Linked DNA regions of Oryctolagus cuniculus: region 2 is linked to region 1. The links are chromatin contacts, called in public Micro-C maps. All regions are on one chromosome and are shown on one strand. Each heading gives the region's core, a stretch centred on a gene start, on an enhancer-like site or on the middle of the called end of the contact. The rest is flanking DNA. Distances are from core to core; before and after follow the strand shown.

What was found. A called contact is a pair of places that touch in the nucleus more often than the background predicts.
Region 2: a Micro-C map of ear pinna shows a contact between it and region 1, with 4 times the contacts expected there. The contact joins the promoter of POC1B here to the enhancer-like site in region 1. A contact is called at or near these places in 3 of 6 Hi-C or Micro-C datasets (ear pinna, liver and an unstated tissue).

The regions. Positions count from the first base shown.
Region 1 is chr11:92,133,032-92,140,726 of mOryCun1.1, reverse strand. The region is part of intron 4 of POC1B (POC1 centriolar protein B); the gene reads left to right. Among named protein-coding and RNA genes, the nearest start is that of GALNT4, 42 kb to the left of the region's middle. Within about 2 kb of position 2,641, at least 1 of the 8 cell types and tissues checked has an H3K27ac peak or open chromatin away from gene starts, as enhancers often do.
Region 2 is chr11:92,176,501-92,184,195 of mOryCun1.1, reverse strand. POC1B (POC1 centriolar protein B) reads left to right here and starts at 3,536. Exons shown (of 12, transcript XM_017342011.3): 1 at 3,536-3,854; 2 at 4,533-4,617. The coding sequence starts at 3,840. It overlaps GALNT4 (polypeptide N-acetylgalactosaminyltransferase 4), which reads left to right and starts at 4,898. Exons shown (of 1, transcript XM_008256873.4): 1 at 4,898-7,695. The coding sequence starts at 5,123. The coding sequence ends at 6,874.

The DNA of each region.
Region 1 (7,695 bases), core at 1,392-3,891:
TGAATTAAGCAGCAGCTAAATATTAAAAATAATACAAGTGATACTACTTTTTCTCCTAATGCATGGGCAGTGTATTCAAATGAATAAGTAGAGGATAAGTAGAGCACTTGTTTGTCCTTTTAGAATTTTATTTTTATTTGCAAGGGCCTATGTGGTTTTATACTTATATTTACTTATTTATGTGAAAGAGTTACACAGAGAGAGAAGGAGAGGCAGAGGTCTTCCATCTGGCTGGATTACTCCCCTAAATGGCCACAATGGCCAGAGCTGTACCGATCTGAAGCCAGTAGTCAAGAGCTTCTTCCGGGTCTCCCATGTGGGTGCAGGGGCCCAAGCAATTGGGCCATCTTCTGCTGTTTTCCCAGGCCATAGCAGAGGGCTAAATCAGAAGTGGAGCAGCTGGAACTCGAATTGGCGCCCATTTGGGATACCAGCACTGTAGGCAGCAGCTTTATGCTCTATGCCACAGTGCCGGCCCCAAGTATTTGAATTTTAAATGTATACCATGGACCTAAGTAATTAAAATTCAGTGTTTGTCTTTGTGTCCAGAACATATTATGGGCTTGTTCTTGGAGCCCAAACTTACTAGATGTGGCATAGGGATGGGATGGTGCCCATAGTGTAAGAGGAGATGAATAGCTGACTTCTCCAGACAAAGCATTGTTCACCACCAGGCATCTTAACTTACAGAAATATTTTTAGGATATGCCATCTATTGAGAAATATACTCCTGATTTCTTAAAGCAGATTTTTAAGATGTATTTATTTATTTATTTTATTTGAGAGGTAGAGTTACAAGAAGAGAAAAAGAGAGAACCAGAGAAAGGCCCATCTGCTGCTTCACTTCCCCAAATGGCCACAATGGCGGGAGCTGGGTTGATTTGAAGCCAGAAGCCAAGAGCTTCTGGGGTCTCCCACATGGGTGCAGGGGCTCAAGCGCTTGGGCCATCTTCTTCTGCTTTCCCAGGCCTTAGCAGAGAGCTGGATCAGAAGAGGAGTAGCTGGCACTTAAACCAGTGTCCATACAGGATGCCATCACTGTACACCACAGTCCCAGCCTCTACTCCTGATTCTAAGATACAAACTTGTGGGGTCGGCACTATGGTGTAGCAGGTTAAGCCTCCACATGCAGTGTCAGCATCCTGTATGGGCGCTAGTTCGAGTCCTGGATGCTCCACTTCCAATCCAGCTCTTTGCTATGCCCTGAGAAAGTAGAAGATGGCCCAAGTCCTTGGGCCCCTGCACCTGCATGGGAGACCCAGAAGAAGCTCCTGGCTTCTGGCTTCAGATTAGTGTGGCTCTGGCCAGTGAGGCCAATTAGGGATTGAACCAACAGATGGCAGACCTCGCTCTGTCTGCTTCTCCTCTCTCTATGTAACTCTTCTGAATTAATAAATAAAAAATACAAACTTGTGTCATCTTTGTAGAAATCAGTTTGCAAAATATATCTAGTCTTTGCTTCAGTGATTCCATAACTTGAAATTTATTCTAAACAATATAATTTTGGGTAAAGCTTTATATTCAGAGGTATTGCTTTCAGCATAATTTATAAGGATAATAAATTAGATTAGGGCTGGCACTGTGGCACAGCGGGTTAAAGCTATGGCTTGCAGTGTCAGCATCCCACTTTGGCACTGGTTGAAGTCCCAGCTGCTTCACTTCCGATCCAGCTCTCTGCTATGGCCTGAGAAAGCAGTAGAAGATGGCCTGAGTCCTTGGGCCCCTGCACCCACATGGGAGACCCGGAAGCAGCTCCTGGCTTTGGGTAGACTCAGCTCCGGCCATTGCAGCCATTTGGGGAGTGAACCAGTGGATGGAAGACCTCTCTCCATCTCTGTCTCTACCTCTCTCTGTAACTCTGCCTTTCAAATAAATGAAATAAATCTTTAAAAAAATTAGTAATAACCAATTTTTTTCAAAATAAAAAAAGTGATTAAGTAAATAGCTTATGTAGCCATTAAAAGAGGAATATAATGTAAGTTATGGTATGAAAAATATGTTTACAGGGATAAAATTCAGAACTCATGGTTTTAATATAAAGGACCAGTGCATTAACAAAAGATAAGGTACACAGAAATTTAGGTGTTAATTGTGTTTGAGTGTTGGGATTCTGGACTTTTAAAATTTTCAGTATTACCCAATTTTTAAAGTAATTTTTTTCTCTAATGACTGCTAAAGAAAACATTGAAAAATATATGTAGGTAAGAAATATCTCTTTATAGTTGTGAAAGAATTTTTCTAAAACATAAGGTTATTATAGCTCTATACTTCAAATAATAAATACTATAGGATAACTTGTTTTAAGAGGCCGTCAGCCCAAAATAAGTAGAGGTTAATACAGATAACTTTTCAAACAGTGTTGCTTTTCTAGCATTCATTGAGGGGGAACAATTTGCTTTTAACTTTAACAATTTGTTAGAAGTGTTATGAATGAACTTTTCACTGTTTGAATTGCAAAGATTTTTTCTTGTGGAAATGGATAATAGATGTTCTTGACATACGATGGGATTGCATCCTGATCAGCCCATCATAAGATGAATAGATTGTAAGTAAGACATGCACTGAATACCCCTAATTCACTGAACATCTGGCCCAGTAACACAGCACAGTGTAGAGTATCACTTGTTCACTCGTAATTGCAGTGCTGAGTGGGAGCTGAGGCTCACTGCCAACATCGAGACAGCACATCGTGGTGCCTTTCACTAGCCCAGGGAAAGACCAGAATTCAAAATCCAAAGTATTAAATGCTTATTCCTTTCACACTATTGTAAAGTTGAAAAATTTTTAAGTCAAGGGCCATCTGTATCGCATAAAATTTATCATTATAACCATTATTGTGTGTGCAGTTCAATGGCATTAAGTACATTCACATTTTTGTGCAACAAATTTCAAAGATTTCAAAACATCAGCTTTCATTGGCTATAAATAATGGAAGTCAGTCTCAAGTCCCTTAAAAAGTATTTTTGTTTTTGTTTTTAAAATTCCATTAATAATTACTAAGGCTTTCTCAGTGCCAGGCACTGTGTCTGGGCAGACAACAGTGACAGAGAGAGAGAGAGTTCTCTGTTCTTGGAGCTTACATTCTGTTAGGGAAGCAAACATGGAAAACTCAGCTGCATGTGTGATGTCCCTGTGGCTGTGGGCTGCTCTGAAGACATCCTGGGGAGCAAACATTGAGGAAGACTATTCCTAAGGGTGTGACATTGAAACAGAACTTTTGAAGATCATGCAAAATCCTTTGATGTATTTTGAACAAAGAGGAGCAAGCAGGTTTTGAGGAACAGGGAGCAGCGTATTAGGAAAGGCCCAAGGTAAGTGCAAGAACCTAAGGGAAAATGATGTGATGCTGTGAAGAGTGAGACAGGTCCTGGAGACTTACGGAAAGCAGGGGTAAGGATGTCGACTTTTTCCCAAGGGAAAGGTGAAAGCACCAAAGGGTTTTAAGCAGAAGAACTGATCCAGCCTGATGTAAGATTGAAAGATCACTTGATGATTGTAGAGAATGGAAGACGGCAGAGTTAGTGGTGCTTTGAGATGGTAGGATCTGGTAACAGGTTAGAATGTGGGGACTAAAAAATGAAGGGCAATCAGGAAGACTCCTGGGTTTCTAAGTTGAGAAACCATTTACTGGAAAAGGAGCAGTTTGGGGGGTGGGGGGAATGATGAGTCCAGATTTGGACAAGTTCTGAGTTGGAGGTGCCCATGGGACATCCCTGAGGAGACACCTAGTAGGCATTTACACTTTTGGGTAGACATCCCGGGAGATAAGTGTGGGCATATAGAAAGTAAATGACCTGACATGTAATTAATCTTTTTATTTTTTTCATCTGCTTTTCATCTCTCAGCATTTGCAAGAATGAATCTTGTTACCACAGTCAACAGATGGTTTCTCCTCTAATGCTGACCAACCCTTTAAAAAGCATAAATATTTATTTATTTATTTGAACTTCACTTTAAGTATGTAAAAAACAAAAGCAAAGCAAACTCTGGGACTGCCAGTTTTTTTAATGAATATATGAAAGTTTTAGATCTCAGTGTAACCCAAACTTCTCATTATACAAACAGAAACAGTGGCCAGTGGACCTGTGTGCTTGAGCTGGGCAGTGGAAGAATCAGCCCTAGAATTCTGGACTCTACTTCCCGGGCAGTCTTATTTCCATTACTTTTTACTGCTTTCTCTTGTATTGAAGAGCTGCTGACCTCAGCAAATCCCTTATGAATGATTTGGGTTTTGCAAGGCGTGGAGCTACGCCTATCCTGTTTGGTCTCAGGGTCCTGAGGACTGAAAATGTGTGCTTTATAGAATATTTATTTTAATGATAAGAAATATCCAAAGGGAAATTTGAAAGCACATTAAAACATTTCATGGCTTATGGGCCCTTTTGGTTTTCTGAACCAAAGGTCAGAATAACACTGCATATAGGCATAGCATTTTAGATAGTTTTAGAACTCCTGGGTTCCAGGTGAAAGATATAATCTGGGCTACTCTCAATGACCTGTAAACCAGTTTTTCTAGAAAGAAGTTAAAAAATTTCCTCATTCTCTTGATTGAGTACCAATACATTTTAAGGGATTCAATAATAGCTCAATTAACTTCCCAAATGCCTTACAGGCGGTCCCTGCCTGCCAACTCCATGAGTCACTATTGACTGAAATAAAGTCCATCTCTGACCTACTCTGGAAACTTTAAAAGGCGCTGGGTGGAACAGAGTTAGAGTCAGAAAGCTATTAATGTTTTAGTAGAATTTTTTTTAATCCTCTTAACACCCTTAAAATTAACAGGCCAGTTAGGTGTTATTTAAGCCCTGACAGTAAAGAGAAGACTAACCTTTCCTGATCAAAGGACAAAGAGAAGCTGGTGTTATTTGTGCTAAACTATTTTTCATGTATCTAATTAAATGTTAAGAGGGAGGAGGCAGGGTCCAGCGCTATGGTGCAATAGGATAATCCTCCGCCTGTGGCGCCGACATCCCATATGGGCAGCAATTCTAGTCACAGCTGCTCCATTTCCAATCCAGCTCTCTGCTATAGCCTGGGAAAGTAGTAGAAGATTGCCCAAGTCCTTGGGCCCCTGCACCCATGTGGGAGACCCAGAAGAAGCTCCAGCTCCTGGCTTCTGATCAGCTCAGCTACAGCTGTTGCAGCCAACTGGGAGTGAACCAGCAATGGAAGACCTTTTTCTCTGTCCTTCTCACTGTCTGTGACTCTTAAATAAATAAATAAAATCTTTAAAAAAAAAAAAAAAAAAAGGAGGAGGAGGGAAAAGCAATAGAAATGGCCATCCTCACTTTCAGGCCCTCTAGAGGCAAAAAACATGCAGTAGTTATCATGTAGTGTCCAAGGATGGGAGACCTTAACATTGAGGCCCCTTTGTTTGAGCCGGAAGCCACCCCTCCCTCTGGCACCAGCTTATTGCCAGCCACGCATACATGTGCATTCATCTGAGGTGCACAGCCCCTTCATTTCTTTAGCACTGGGAGATTTCTCCTAGGCTGGGGACGCTCCTACTCAGAATGAATTTTAAGCTTACCAAGATAACCTCCTTTTCCTTATTTGCAAGTTTCTTTAAAATCTTATTCTGTGGAGCTTCTGGTAACAGATTGGCAGCTTTTTTGTTTTAATTTTTTCATATCACTATCTATAATGATATTCATGTGCCCTCCATCCTCTTCCTCCCTGGAATGAAAATCTTATGAGGGCATAGATCTTTTTTAAAAAATGATTTTTTATTTATAAAAGATTTTTTTATTTATACAGATTTCATGTAATTTATAAATACAGATTTAGGAGCATAGTGATATTTCCCACCCTACTCCTGGCCATGCTCCCACCTTCCCCCCTCCTTCCTTTCTTATTTTTTCTTTTAATTTTTACAATGATATACTTTCAGTTTATTTTATAATCATAAACTTAACCCTTCACTAAGTTAAAAATTCAACAAATAGAAGGAAAAAAAGCACTGTTCCTCAATAGTATAGACAAGGGCTATAAACAATAATCATATCTCAGAATGTCAGTTTCACTCATATACTTTACATTTTTTTAAGATTTATTTTATTTATTTGAAAGAGTTACAGAGAGGTAGAGACAGAGAGAGAGAGGTCTTCCATCCACTGATTCACTCCCCAGATGGCCGCAACAGCTAGAGCTGCGCCGATCCGAAGCCAGGAGCCAGGAACTTCTTCTGGGTCTCCCACATAGCTGCAGGGGCCCAGGGATTTGTGCCATCTTCTACTACTTTCCCAGGCCACAGCAGAAAGCTGGATTGGAAGAGGAGCAGCTGGGACTCAAACCAGCGCCCGTATGGGATGCCAACACTTCAGGCCAGGGCTTTAACCCGCTGTGCCACAGCACCAGCCCCAGTATACTTTACATTTTTTGCACTCTATTAGTTATCACAGATCAGGAAAAATATATGCTATCTATCTTTCTGGGACTGGCTTATGTCACTAAACATAATGGTTCTAGTTACATCCATTTTGTTGCAAAAGACAGAATTCAATGGCTGACTAGTATTCCATAGTGTATATATACTACAGTGTCTTTTCCAGTCATCAGTTGATGGACATCCGGGTTGATTCCATATCTTAGCTATTGTGAATTGAGCTGCAGTAAACATGGGGGTATAAATAGCTCTTTCATATGCTGATTTCATTCCGTTTGGGTAAATTCCCAGGAGTGGGATGGCTAAGTCCTATGGTAGATCTAGTTTCAGATTTCTGAGGAGTATCCATACTGTCTTCCATAATGGTTGTATTAGTTTACATTCCCACCAGCAGTGCATTAGGGTACTTTTCTCCCCACATCCTCACCAGCATTTATTGTTTTTTTTTTTTTTTTTTTTTTTTTTTTTTTTTCTATATGAGAACTACTCTCACTGGGATGAAATGAAACCTCATTTTGGTTTTGATTTACATATCCCTGATGGCTAGTAATTCTGAGCACATTTTCGTGTGTCTGTTGGCCATTTGTATTTCACATTTTGAAAAATGCCTGTTCATGTCCTTTGCCCATTTCTCTCTTTTTTATTAGAAAACTTTTATTTAAAAAATATAAATTTCAAAAGTACAACTTTTGGATTATAGCGGTTCTTCCCCCCATAACCACCTACCCACCTGCAAACCATCCCATCTCCTACTCCCTCTCCCATCCCATTCTTCATTAAGATTCATTTTTAATTATCTTCATATACAGAAGATCAACTCTATACTGAATAAAGATTTCAACAGTTTGAAAACACACAGACACACAAAGTATAAAGTACTGTTTGAAGATTAGTTTTACCATTAATTCTCATAGTACAACACATTAAGGACAGAGGTCCTACTTGGGGAGCAAGTGCACAGTGACTCCTGTTGTTGATTTAACCATTGACACTCTTATTTATGATGTCAGTAATACCTTGAGGTCTCTTGTCATGAGCTGCCAAGGCTATGGAAGTCTCTTGGGTTCACAAACTCTGACCTTATTTAGACAAGGCCATAATCAAAGTGGAAGTTCTCTCCTCCCTTCAGAGAAAGGTACCTCCTTCTTTGATGGCCCCTTCTTTCCACCGGGATCCCACTCAGAGAGATCTTTCATATAGGTCATTTTTTGCCAGTGTCTTGGCTTTCCATGCCTGAGAAACTCTCATGGGCTTTTTAGCCAGATCTGAATGCCTTAAGGGCTGATTCTGAGGCCAGAGTGCTGTTTAGG
Region 2 (7,695 bases), core at 2,287-4,786, 43 kb before region 1:
TGCTGGAGTCACAGGCAGTGGTTTAACTTTCTGTGCCACAGTATGTGGCCCTGCACACGAATTTTCTCATGTGTAAAGTGGAAATGGTAATAGTATCTCTCTAATAAGAGTATTATGAGGATTAAATGTCAAGATCTGTAGGACACCTAGAAGAATGCCCTGCATGTAGTGAGCACAGCACAGGCAGATGACAGGTTTTTTTTGAGCTGAGCTGTAGGTGATGGAAAAATAGGTAATTTTATTTATTTGAAAGACAGACCTACAGAGAGGCAGAGAGAGAGGGAGGTCCTCCATCTGATGGTTCACTTTCCATATGGTCACAATGGCTGGAGCTGCACCAATCCGAAGCCAGGAGCCAGGGGCTTCTTCCGGGTCTCCATGTGGGTGCAGGGGCCCAAGGACTTGGGCCATCTTCTACTGCTTTCCCGGGCCATAGCAGAGAGCTGGATTGGAAGTGGAGTAGCAGGGACTTAAACTGGTGCCCATATGGGATGCCAGCACTGCAGGCAGTGGCTTTACCCGTTACGCCACAGCGCTGGCCCCAAAATCATGTTTTTGTTTTTGTTTTTGTTTTTTACAGGCAGAGTGGACAGTGAGAGAGAGAGACAGAGAGAAAAGTCTTCCTTTTGCCGTTGGTTCACCCTCCAACCGCGCTGATCCGATGGCAGGAGCCAGGTACTTCTCCTGGTCTCCCATGCGGGTGCAGGGCCCAAGTACTTGGGCCATCCTTCACTGCCTTCCTGGGCCACAGCAGAGAGATGGCCTGGAAGAGGGGCAACCAGGACAGAATCCTGCACCCTGACCGGGACTAGAACCCGGTGTGCTGGCGCCGCAAGGCGGAGGATTAGCCTAGTGAGCCGCGGTGCTGGCAAAATCATGTATTTTTGATAACTGGAATTTAAAAAAACATTTTCTAAAGAACTTAGAGAAATCATTATGTTCTTAGAATTGTTTCTACAAATCACATTGACTATTAAAAACTAATTTAAATTAAAATTTTAAAGAAATTTTAAACTGAGAAAAATCTTAAATTATTCTTTTGAGCTAGTTTCTTTTTGTTCAAAGATTTATTTATTTATTTGAAAGGTAGAGTTACAGAGAGAAAAAGAAGGAGAGACAAAGAGAGAGAGTTTCCATCCACTGGTTCACTCCCCCAAATGGCTACAATGGGCTGGGTCAGGCCGAAGCCAGGAGCCTCATCCAGGTCTCCCATGTGAGTGCAGGGGCCCAAGCAGTTGGACCATCTGCCACTGCTTTCCCAGGCCAGTAGCAGGGAGCTGGCTGGGAAGCAGTGTAGCCAGGACCCAACCGCTGCCCATATGGGATGCCAGCATTGCAGGCACCAGCTTAACCTGCTACACAGTGCCAGTCCCTTGAGCAAGTTTCTCTCTTTTCTTTCCTTCCTCCCTTCCTATCTTTTGATTTTATTTGTTTTTATTTGAGCTACAGTCAGAGGGAGAGACAGAAAGAAAGGTCCTCCATCTGCTGATTCACTCCCCAAATGGCCACAGGAGCTTCTGCCAGGTCTCCCACATGGGTGCAGGGGCCCAGCACCGCAGGCGGATGCCTAGCCCACTACGCCACAGCACCAGCCCCCCTTGAACTAGTTTCTAAGTGTCCAACTTTTTCTTCCTTTTTTTAGTTAACCTGCTATGTCCAATATCAGACATATCATGGCTAAAAGAGATCTGAGGTCTTGATTACTCCTAAGATTCTAGTACTATTTTTTTTTTTTTGAGTAAAATACACATAACATTGAACATTCCATTTTCACCATTTTTAAGGCTAGAATTCACCGGCGTTGAGCACATTCACAGTGCCGTGCAACCATCACCACTATTTTCAGAACTTCATCCCCAGCAGAAACTCTGCACCCCTCATCAGTCAGTAACTCCCCATTCTCCCTTAGCCGCAGCTCCTTTCTGTCTCTGTACATCCACCCATTCTAGGTACTTTAAAGAAGTAAAGTCATCAACCATAATGTATTCCCTTGGCATAATGTCTTCAAGGGTCATCTATGTTGCAGCATGCATCAGAATTTCATTATTTTAGTGGCTGAATAATATCTCATTGAATGTAGTTATCATATTTTATCTATTCCTTTGTTGAATACTTGGGCTGTTTTCACTTTGGGGCTGTTACTAATGTAATACAAACATCTGAGTCCTTGCTTTCAGTATTTGTGGGCTATACCTAGCTGTAGACTTGCTGGAGCCACAGTGCACCATTTTACATTCCTACCAGCATCCAGTATTATGCTTAAGCATGCCAGGATTGTGTGTGTGTGTTTAATCAAACTTAGACTGGGAATAAGGAGCAAAACTTGGAGTCTTGCCAGAGTTTGTTGACAAATTGCTGGCATCAACACTGTTAAATATATCACCCCCTGGACTACAGCAATGTTTCTCAATGTACACAGCTGAGACTCCCATAGCAATCGTGTACGGAGCTTGTTAATCCGTAGAACCGTGGATCCCACCCTATTTACGAGCATGTTGCTTCAGCATCTCTGCGAATTGAGCCGCTAAATCAACATTACACATGCTAAAATATTAGCCATATCAATCTAGATGGTTGAGTCCTTGAAGGCAGGAAAAACATTTCAATCATCTTTATATCCCTCAGGGCCAAACATACAGGAGAAATTCAACAATCATATACTTGAATTAAAGTAACACTGCAATCTAAAGCTATTTCTTACCCGTTAAATTGTTATCTGCAGAACTTATTAAAGCTAAATGCAATCTCTAGACAACTAGAGAACCTGTAATTAAGGTGGTAGTATACCTCTCATTTACATAGAACGTGTATCTTACCAGCTGTGGCCTATCCCATTTTACATTGCCAAGAAACTTTATTGTGTATGTAATTTCAGGATTAAAAAAAAAAAAAACAAGATATTTTTAGAATTGAAAAAGCGGTCTCTGCATGACTTCTAAGATCAGGATCTAAGAATCAAGTTTATCATTTGGGAACATTATAACTCTTCCAACTTCTACAGTGTTACTGAACCAGAAATGATACTATGTGCATTGAAACCCTGTTGTATAAATAGTTACAGTTACCATTTGAGCTAATACGTTAAAACATGTTTCCAAGTCTTCCTAAAGATTTTAAATGCGCTGCTGGTAAATGCATTCCTGGAAAGCATACGCAAAGAAGCAGATAAAGAAACATACAGCCCAAAAGGTTAAGGAGATGCGGTTTATTCGTCCATTCATCTCCAGTGTGCAGCATTATTATCATGCGGGGCACTGTTTGGTAAAGAGATTAAACAAATTCAAATCTGTCCTCCAGGATTTTAGTTCCTTTGAATGTATTGAGAAGTAGCCAGCTGTTCCTCTTCACATCAAAACTCCACCGCCCTACGCCACGCCCCCTCTCCCGTGATAAATTACCGGGGACAAACTTGAAACCAACGAGCGCTGGCTCTTTAACATGTAATAGAACTCCGATTGCATCGATCACAGGCCTACAATGCCCTCGCTCCCCACTTCCTTCTCTTTCCAGGCGTCAAACCGAAAGGGAACGCCAGCATTAGTAAACAGTGGCTTAGGTGTACCGTCGCACTTGGCCCCGGAGCGTCCCGCGCAGTCGCTGGCAGCGACCCCTCCGCCCCCGACCCCCGCTCCGGCCTCGGAGTCTCGAGGCTCGGCTGGCCATGCCTGGAGCGCGGGGTTTGACTGGGCCGCCGTTGTTGTAGTGACCGGGAGGTGCTGCCGCTCCGAGCAGACGGTTCCGGGCGCCTCGCGGTTCCCCTTTTCACCCTCTCCCCTTCCCTCCTCCCTCCCGCCCCCGTTTCCCCCCGCCCGCAGGAGCCCGGCGCCCACCGTTCCCCCATGGCCTCCTCCCCGGTAAGGACGGGCTGTGGGGGGCCCTGGCCGGGGCTGGTCCCGCGGGTTGGGGGGCCGGGGCAGGGTCGCGGCGGCACCTGGAGGAGATGGAAGCAGGTGTCGGCAGCGGGGTCCTGAGGTGCTGCCCCCCGCCCCTGGCCTGGGGGGCGTCCGCCTCTCCCACTGTGAACCGGGCGGCCGGAGCGCCAAGCCCGTGTCGGGCTCCGCGACGCTCCTCTGCGCGTCCCAGAACTCGAGAAGGAGCGTAAGCGACCCCATGACCCCCAGAATTCTCTGAGGGGCTCCGTGGAGCGCCTGCGTCAGAATCACCTGGGACTTTTTTTTTTTTTTTTTTTTTTTTTTTTTTTTTTTAAGAAAAGTGCAAAAGCCCGGGCGCCTCCTTGCACCTGCGGACTGGAGCCGCGGCGCCTGGGAACGTGCATTTCAGATGAGCCCAACCCCACCTCAGGTCGTCCCTTAGAGGCGCCTGCTTCTGGGAAGCGGGATTGCACGATTTTCCCGGCGCTGCGGGACGAGCTGGCGCCCGGCGTCTCCCCGCGGGGCGCTGCTGCCGCCCCGCAACCCCAAGCCCGCGATGGGGGCAGGTTCCTGGCGTTGCGGCTGTGTGGACCGTCGACCCCCAGCCGCTGCACGCGGGGTCCACATCTGGTTTGAACCGTCGACAACTTTCCTTCGCAGGAGGACCCCGTTCTGGAGCGTTACTTTAAAGGCCACAAAGCGGCGATCACCTCCGTGGGCTTCAGCCCTAACGGCAAACAACTTGGTAGGTGTCACTGTTTTTATCTTGTGTAAGGAGACAGAAGCTCAGGTGGCCGGAGACCTTTCCTCCTGTCCCGGGCTCCCACGAGAGCCTCGGAGGTCCTCATCGGGGTGGGGGGTGGAGGGCGGCGGTGCCCGGCCGGGCCACCCGGCCCCCGGCCCCCGGCCCCGGCCCCGACCCAGACCCAGAGCCGCCCACCGGCGCGGGCTTGGCGGGCGCCTTTCGCCAAGTAACCGCCAGGAGGAGTGAGTAGGAAGGGGAGGGGTTTGTCCTCGGCCCGCGGAGGGTGGGGTGTTGGCTGGAGAGTTTGTGAAAAGTTCTGCGAAGAGCAGCAGGAAGTGGGCAGAGCGCGTCCGAGGGGGATCTCAGGTGCCCTCCGGGGAGCCCGAGGGGCTGTGAGGAGCTGCCGAAGAGCCGAGCGCCTGCCTGAAGGCAGGGACCTGCCGGGAAGTTCACCTTCCAGGCTGCCCCTGCGAGGTGGCGAGGTGGCGGCCGCTGAGCCCCAGCCATGAGGATCCGGATGGCCGTGCGGTGGACCTGGGCAGGCAAGAGCTGCCTGCTGCTGGCGCTCTTAACGGCGGCCTATATCCTCGTGGAGCTCTCGGTCTCGGCTTTCCAGTCGTCCCCCAGTGCCGGCCATGCCAGGGAGGGGCGGACGTCCAGGCGATTCGCAGATCTGGAGAGAAACGCCGAGGATTTGTCGCGCCCGCTGTATGAGAAGCCCCCGGCAGATTCCCAAGCCCTCGGGGAGTGGGGGAAAGCCAGCAAGCTGCAGCTCAGCGAGGGGGAACTGAAGCAGCAAGAAGAGCTCATTGAGAGATATGCCATCAATATTTACCTCAGTGACAGGATTTCTCTGCACCGCCACATAGAGGATAAAAGAATGTATGAGTGTAAGTCCAAGACGTTCAACTACAGGAGACTGCCCACCACCTCTGTCATCATCGCCTTCTATAACGAAGCCTGGTCCACCTTGCTCCGCACCATCCACAGTGTTCTCGAAACTTCTCCCGCAGTCCTGCTCAAGGAGATCATCCTGGTCGATGACTTGAGTGACAGAGCTTATTTGAAGACCCAACTTGAAACTTACATCAGCAATCTTGATAGGGTCCGCCTGATTAGGACCAAAAAACGGGAGGGACTGGTGAGGGCCCGCCTCATCGGGGCCACTTTTGCCACTGGGGATGTCCTCACTTTCCTGGATTGCCACTGTGAGTGTAATTCTGGTTGGCTGGAGCCGCTTCTGGAGAGGATCGAGAGAGATGAAACAGCCGTTGTTTGTCCTGTGATAGACACCATCGATTGGAATACCTTTGAATTCTATATGCAGACTGGGGAGCCCATGATTGGTGGGTTTGACTGGCGTTTAACGTTTCAGTGGCATTCTGTCCCCAAACATGAAAGGGACAGGCGGAAATCCAGAATTGACCCCATCAGATCTCCAACCATGGCTGGAGGGCTGTTTGCTGTGAGCAAAAAATATTTTCAGTACCTTGGAACATATGACACTGGGATGGAAGTGTGGGGTGGTGAAAACCTGGAACTGTCTTTCAGGGTATGGCAGTGTGGGGGTAAACTGGAGATCCACCCGTGTTCTCACGTGGGCCATGTGTTCCCCAAGCGGGCCCCTTACGCGCGCCCCAACTTCCTGCAGAATACTGCTCGTGCAGCTGAAGTGTGGATGGACGACTACAAAGAGCATTTCTACAACCGAAACCCTCCGGCAAGAAAAGAAGATTACGGTGATATTTCTGAGAGAAAACTGCTGCGAGAGCGGCTGAAATGCAAGAGCTTCGACTGGTATTTGAAAAACGTGTTTTCTAGTTTACACGTCCCAGAGGATAGGCCAGGCTGGCATGGTGCTATCCGCAGTAAGGGGATCTCTTCTGAATGCTTAGATTACAATTCTCCGGATAACAACCCCACGGGTGCTAACCTTTCGCTGTTCGGGTGCCATGGCCAAGGAGGGAATCAATTCTTTGAGTATACTTCAAACAAAGAAATACGGTTTAATTCTGTGACGGAGTTGTGTGCTGAGGTCCCTGAGAAAAAAAATCATGTAGGAATGCAGAATTGTCCTAAGGATGGATTCCCTATTCCAGCAAACATCATTTGGCATTTTAAAGAAGATGGAACCATTTTTCATCCACACTCGGGACTGTGCCTTAGTGCTTATCGGACACCTGAGGGCCGCCCTGATGTGCAGATGAGAAGTTGTGATGCTGCAGATAAAAATCAGTTCTGGAGTTTTGAGAAATAAAAGAGCACAACAGCACTTTCATCGTGAGCTGACAAATAACTTCAAGAAAGTCAGAGAACCTTCCAGGAGCCTCAGTGAAGATTGTATTTTATCTGAAGTCGCCCAGCGGTCATCTGTGAGAGCACTGGAGAGCTATGGCACATTTTGGTATATTACGCCAAAACTGGGTGCACAGAGTGCTGCTGTTTAATATTTCAAAGTGCCTTATGGGTTGTTCTGTTTAAGAGCTTTGTCAGTGTATTCTCTTACTTCTTAAAGAAGTCGACTGTGAATTGAGATACACAAAGCATTTAAGTGCCAGACTTAATATTAAAGAATGTAAAAGTCCAAATGAAATGAGATATGATTTATATTGATGGGTAAGTTTCACTGCACATCTCATTTTTTTTTTAAAGCAAAACCCATAGATGTGCAGTTTGAGCTGTTCTGTTTTGATGACATAGAACTTGAGTTTCTTTTAGCCAGCACATTAAGATTTTGATTTTATTTTTAATCTAATTTTTCTTTAATTAAGTAGAAAGTCAAGTTCTTAAGGAGAAAGGCTTGGCTTAGATATATGTGTCACTGGAAGAGGGCATTTTTTTGCATGTGAGTTTGGGGGTCTTTTTAAAATACAGGCATCTCAGAGAACTACCCACATCTGAATGAAATGGGGAGCTATTTACATTCCACACTTGGTAAACTTGAGCTGTTGGACTTAGCTGATCTTTACTCCTATATGTGAATACCTCAGATTGCTCTGATTTTGTAAGCTCTCCTCTCTGCTTGTGTGTAGGGCATTTCCGATTGCACTTCCTTAAGTTATGAATGTACTAGGTAGG